Linked DNA regions of Mus musculus: region 2 is linked to region 1. A link is a contact called in public HiChIP or PLAC-seq data. All regions are on one chromosome and are shown on one strand. The core of a region is the stretch at or near the end of the contact, and the rest is flanking DNA. Distances in the headings are between cores, read along the strand shown.

What was found. HiChIP or PLAC-seq counts read pairs in DNA pulled down with a chosen protein or histone mark.
Region 2: an H3K27ac HiChIP or PLAC-seq map of embryonic stem cells shows a contact between it and region 1, with 6 times the contacts expected there. The contact joins two enhancer-like sites. A contact is called at or near these places in 1 of 39 promoter capture datasets (cranial neural crest), 4 of 484 Hi-C or Micro-C datasets (bone marrow-derived macrophages, cortical neurons, embryonic stem cells and 1 more) and 2 of 115 datasets of contacts at active chromatin or transcription factors (embryonic stem cells and microglia).

What each region holds. Positions count from the first base shown.
Region 1 is chr14:66,377,586-66,380,790 of GRCm38.p6, reverse strand. No RefSeq gene overlaps it. Among named protein-coding and RNA genes, the nearest start is that of Stmn4, 35 kb to the right of the region's middle. Within about 2 kb of position 1,525, at least 57 of the 459 cell types and tissues checked have an H3K27ac peak or open chromatin away from gene starts, as enhancers often do. A contact at or near this core is called in embryonic stem cells, where this site is marked.
Region 2 is chr14:66,975,414-66,978,618 of GRCm38.p6, reverse strand. No RefSeq gene overlaps it. Among named protein-coding and RNA genes, the nearest start is that of Gm24258, 6.6 kb to the right of the region's middle. Within about 2 kb of position 1,543, at least 58 of the 459 cell types and tissues checked have an H3K27ac peak or open chromatin away from gene starts, as enhancers often do. A contact at or near this core is called in embryonic stem cells, where this site is marked.

The DNA of each region.
Region 1 (3,205 bases), core at 276-2,775:
CAGCATTAGCAAGGTTGAGGTGCGGTGATCTAAAGGAATATACATGTTACAAAACAAAAAGCAAGTGTTGTCCTACTGACTAACAAGTCAGATAAACTTGGAATAGCTGAATATGGAGGTCATTGATTTTCATGTAGGTTGTTAATTAAAGCCGTTAATTTGATCCACTAAGTATTTAAAAGAGCAGCTCATTGATTATCAGTGAAATCTAAGACAAACTGTCATGGGTAATGAAAAGATCCTAAGTAGACGGCAATTGCCAGCTTTTAAAATAACTGGAGGTTTGATCGAAAGGAACCCATGAGTGTAAAATTGACTGAAGGGGTTTTTAAAAAATATGAATAAATGCCAATACAAGTTCAGCCCACACAACAGAAGCGGGACAAGTTGGTAACGGAGTAAACGCTTGGAACAACAGCAGGCAGTGTTTATTGTCAATTTGACAGTCTAAAGTCACCTGGAAGATGGGCGTGCTATGGAGATTATCTTTATTGCATGGGGCAGGAAGACACGCCCACAGGGGGTGGGGCCATTCTCTGACTGAAATCTGAGACTGTAAGCAAGGAAGAAGTGTGCTGAGCAGTGGCACCTATGCCTTCGGTCCTTCCCCTCTGCTTTGGACTATGACTACTAATGTGACTATCAAACTCAAGTTCCGGCCTTCCAGACTTCCCTGCAGTGATAGGCCACGATCTGGAGGTGAGGGCTAAAACAGACCCTACTTCCTTAAACTGCTTTGCTGGGGTATTTTATCACAGCAACGGGAAAGGGAACTAACACAAATGGTAAATAGAACAGTGGCTGTTGTGGAAGACCGTAGGGGTTGGCCAGAGCCAGGGACCCTCCCCTTTTGACTAATTATGTACCTCCCATGGAAGAAACAAGCTGATCCTCTCCTCCTAGGTCTCCTCCTCCTCTTCTTCCTCCTCCTCTTCCTCTTCCTCCTCCTCCTCCTCTTCCTCTCCCTCCTCCTCCTCTTCCTCTTCCCTCTTCCTCTTCCTCCTCCTCCTCTTCCCTCTTCCTCTTCCTCTTCCTCCTCCTCCTCTTCCTCCTCCTTATTTCTTTTGAGGATAATTTGATTCTTGTACAAATATTGCTGCCTTTGTTTGACTTTGGATTTGGACAAACCTAGAGTCAAAAAATGTCCCCTTATTTATACTTTACAAGTTGTCCCATATGAGGCAAGGCACCTCCAGCCTTCATCTCTTCTTGGTAAAATGGGGCTGGTAAAACCCATCTAGTGGGCTTTAAGGCTTAAACTTAATCAAGGATTCAATAAATAGCAAAGTGACTGACAAGGAGCTGGACACTTGGTTACTGTTGCCTGTCTTTTAAATGTTCCTGCTCCTCTCATGGTCCCCTAGCAATAAAATCCAGTGGCCTTCCGGAGTGTAAAGAGGGGTAAGTCACAGGAAACGCCTTCAACATTTGGAGTGGGTCTAAAACATTATCAGCCTAGCCAAGAGTGTCAACTGGTGCATTCCTAAAGCTGTTGGCAGCCACTGCCCTAGTGGACTAGGGCAATTGTTCTTTCCACAGTTTGAGAGGACCAGACCTCCCTTTTCACAATGAAGTGCAGGGAGGGTGACTCCCCTCCCCCACCCGAGAGGCAGTATGTGTGAGCAAATTCTCAGTCCTTTTTTTTGTTGTTGTTTTTAAAAATCTCTTTTAATAAGTTCTGTTTTATGATCAATCACAAGTAGGTTATTCATGGGAGAGGAGGTGCCTCTCTGGGGAAAATACACTAGCAGAAGATTGAATTTAAAGCATCAGAAACGATGTGACAAGATGTAAAATAATACTATGCTAACCTACAAATGACTTATTAATGCTGTGGGCCATGTCTGGGGCGTGGCCTCATTTACCCAATAAAATTTATGGATGGATAAAGACATTAACAATGAATAATTTCAGTCTGTGGTATCCATGGATACATAGCTCAATTGGAAACCATTTCTTAGGAGTTCATAGGCAGCCATTAATAACCATTGAGTCTTGGCCACACAGCCTTTGACAGGCTAGCTTATCAGAGCTCCACGCCTTGCTGGAGAGACTTATGTGAGCGCAAGGCTACAAGGAAACCTACACTTAATGAATGTCTATTAACGTCTTGAGGAGAAGATGAGGAGTGATTAGCTGAGAGAGTTAATGAATTGTCTGTTTAAGTGGGTTTACGAGGCAAATGAGCGTGTGGAGGTGAAATAGGACATCCAAAGACGTTCTGGCTCAAGTACACTGTGAACCTCTAAAGCATGAGCATGCAATATTTCCCGAGCTTGTCAGATGAATGGAGCCTTTCTTCTCAGAGAATTTTAATGAAAACCACATTGAGAAATGTGGGGAATGGAGATAAAACATACAGAAAATGTAAACAAGTCAGATAAATATGGTGCACTTGTGTGCATGCATACAAATTGTGTGTGTGTGTGTGTGTGTGTGTGTGTGTGTTTCTCTCAACAGGATACTTTTATCCCATAAATAACAACAGCAGCAGAATAGCTTCCTAAGCAGGCTGCACCATACAGCATTTGCATGACCTCAGTTTGCCTGCCATTACCATCAAAGGAAGAAGCAATCCGATAGCTCATTGGCATCAGCTCTTGCAAAGCTATAAACATCCCAAGACCCCTCGTCACCATGGCAACCTTATCCCTAATTACCAACTGTAACAGCTATGGTTGCAGTCGCCTCTTTTGTGCAAATTTGTCCTGGAGAATTCTGGGCGGTTCCCGTAGTAGAAACAGTACGAACGCCACCTGCTGGTCATATTCCTGTACTGCGCTAGCTCCCTGTGATCTCTGGGGTCCAAAGTCAAAGCCAAGAAAATAAAGCAAGATGAACAATCATCAACTCCAGAAAAGGGGTTCAGGGAGTGGGGGAGGTTTGGGGGAACGAGGGGTCACGAGGGAAAGTGACTGTGTGTAATTTTTACAAAAATAAACTTCCGTTCTTATCTTAATAAAAGTAAGGGTCCTGGAAACAGTGACAAATCTTCAAAGCATGATAGAAAGCTGAGATGGGAACATAAAAATTTGAATGTGAAAACACATGTGTTTGATATTAAGAAATGTATTGGAGTCCGTGTGAACTCCTAGCAGAGACCTGCTTTAAGTGCATTAAATACTGTCAACTTGCTTTAAGATGGCAGTGTAGAAGCTGGGGAGACCCTCACCTGCAACCCCTGCACTTGAGAGGCTGAGACAGG
Region 2 (3,205 bases), core at 294-2,793, 600 kb before region 1:
AAAAGATTAAAAGGTATTTCTTGGAAGGGGAAACAAAAAAATATGAGAAATGAGAACAAATACTGATTGCTCAGTATGAGTCTTACAAACACTCAGCACCCTCAGCAGGCTTCTAGGTAGCGCCAGGGAATGGGCTCTGCATACCTTCGGGCACTTGGGTTCTTGAACTGCTGTTTGAAGCCACTGCCTGAGTTCCTGCTACTGCTGGAGCTGAGCAGTAAAGACTGATGGATGGGAAGTTGTCCTGGGTGATAGGATAAGATAGCCAAGTAGACAGATGTCCCAGTCTGAATAGCGCCTCACTCTGCTACCTGGAATTGGGTGTTCGGCCCTTCTGGGCTGGATCTCCAGTGAGACTGGAAGCTTCAATTTTGATATTTCAGAATTCCTTTTTTTTTTTTTTTTAAGATTATTCTGGGTTGAACCTAAAGCCTCCTGCTTGCTTGGCAAACATCGACTCCTGCGTTTTACAGAGCCCTGTTAGGGATGCTTCACCATAAAAGAGTTAAAACAAAATGTCCAGGTTCACTTGGTACTTTGTCTCAGGAAAATTAAACCACAGAATCCACAGGCTTTTATCCATAACTCCTGCATTCAGGAGGTGTCTGTCTCTCTGCCTGCCTGCCTGCCTGCCTGCCTGCCTGCCTGCCTGCCTGCCTGATCGATCGATCGATCGATCGATCGCTCTATCTATCTATCTATCTATCTATCTATCTATCTATCTATCTATCTATCTATCTATCTATCTCTATTCCATCCATTATCTCTGTTTCTGTATCCAGAGGATTTAACTTGGGGTCTTGCATCTTATGCGGGGACTCCTAAGTGTGTGTACACAACTAGGAAAAATCATATCCCCTGCTGGATTGTAGTTATTTGTTTGTTTGTCTTTTAGAAAGGGTCTCTCCATGTAACTCAGGTTGGTCTTAAACTTGATCTGTTGCCCATGTTGGTCTGAACTCCAGATCCACCTGCCTAAATCTGAATACTGTAATTACAGGCCTGGGGCACCACACTTAGCTAGGATCCCAGCATTATTAGCTCACTGATGCTGGGCTGCATTCAGGTAGGACCACAGTAGGAAACGCTGGTTCTGGCTGGTTCCAGCACTCATATCTATGCCCACAGCGGGGCCGGGAGGCACAAAGTTGCCTGCTTGGTTTGGTGGCATGTTAACCTCACTGAGTCACTGCAGTGCTGAGAATGTCTTGTTTAAGTCAGTGCCTTGACTCAGCCTTGCCACATGTAAATCAAGGGTAAGGACATTGGCTGTTTATCTTTCCGTAGGGCAGGTGCAGCCTAAAATAGTCCCTCCCAAGTCGAAGCAGTTGGTGGCTGGGTGTGACCATCATTTCTGAGAAGTGTAATGGGTTCACTTCCCCACCCTAGCCCTGGGCACTGTGGAATTGGCGGGAAGGATTGGGAAGCAGCCTGGCAGGGGACCTGGCACCTTCAAAGGGAGTGGAGCAGGAGTGCTTCCTGGAGAGACTTCCTGCCATGGAACTTCCCCAAGAGCAGTGTGTGTCTGCAGTGAACTGGCAGAAACATGGCCAAGTGTTGCTTCACTTGGGGCTGAACATGCAGTAAGTTCCCTGCTTGGTGGAAGGGCAGGATGGAGCCGCCAGTGTGACGCTGTCTGCCTTCTAAACCAAGGGGCAGCAAAACCCTTCTAGATCAGGCCCCGCCTTCATTTCTTCTTCTCATGGGCCTGGCTTTGGTGAAAAGACACCTTTCCCTGGAGATCCTGTGTCTCCTTAAAGCTTTACCCAGTGCAATGCCAAGCAGGCTTTGATAGTGTTTCTTAGCTCCCAAGGAATCAGGCTGCACTGGGTGAAAAAAAAAAAAAAAAAAATGACAGTGGTGTGTCCCCCAGCCCCGCCACACACCATGTGCCCAGGCTGCTATGTTTGTATTTCTTTGTCTTAAGATCGCACTAAGGGGCACCCCGCCCCCACCCAGTGAATCGTTTCCATCTCAGTTCCTCCCTTACACCCCCCAGGCATGTCTGTGAGCTATAGAGCATCCAGTCAACCCATACATTTACGTCTCCCGAGAGAGCCACCAATGTCCCAAGTTTATGACTCTTACCTGAAGACTCTTCTCTGGCTGCAGAGGTACTGTGTACTTGGGGGATTTACTCTCCTGAAATACCCCGAGCAACCCAGAACTTAGGGCAGTAGTGATGGTAGGTGATATTAATTCTCTAGTTCTGTTACCTTTTCCAGTTTGCCTGGCAAACTCCAACCCTTCCTAGGGTTCAGGCCCCTGCTCTGCAAGGTTCACACATCATTGTAAGAGGCAGAAAAGGATCAAGATTCTAGGCAGAAGATATAACTAATTAGAGCTGATTAGACAGAAGGGTCAGTTTTAACAAATATTGTCATCTTTTCAATCCGCCAAGCCCCATCCCCAAGTCTTGCTGCTGCTCAGTCCAGATAGGAGCTCTGCTGAGGAAGACCAGTGAGATCTGTCCTGGCTGTGAGTACCATCCTTAGCTGAAGCCACCAGCACTCACCCACAGGACCTCCCAGCCATCAGCCATCAGTCATCAGCCGCCTTCAGCTTCCCAGACACACTGTCAGCCTCTTGTTGCCAAGGTTTCATAGCTGCACAAGCCCCTAGCTCCCGTATCCACCAGGTTAAGCAAGCCACTGGGCCACCCAAGACTGCATCCCAATGATGCCTAGAAGTGGGGTAAGAAGGTGTGCAGATGGGAAGGGATCCTCAGGTTGATGGAGAACCCAACCATCTCATCACAGGAAATACACTGGTTGTGGTGTCCCTGTGGGGCTGGGGATGTAACACAGTGTAGACCTTGCTTAGTATGGAGGAGGCCACGGGCTCCATCCTCAGCACTGGGGGTGGGGTAATGTTGATATCCCTCCCCCTCGTTCACAGAGCCTGTTTACAGAAGAGCTGTGCTTGAAGTTCAAAAGGAGACATCCTGTTTCTGTCCTGTCTCGGCTACTGTCTGTAGTTTATCTATGATACCACTTGGAGTGGATTTTCCCACAGTGACCCATTCTCCAGTGCCTGCTGGGCCACTGTGACTGAAATCAGTTCTGTACTACACTGAGGTGACACAGATCCTAGTATCTGTCCCCAGCTTCAAAGCTCAGTGTCACCTTCTGACCGACTGGTCACAAGTCAGAGGTTCCCAGAGAAGCCTCCATTCCCCCCATCTTCTCCCCCACCCCCTCCCTGC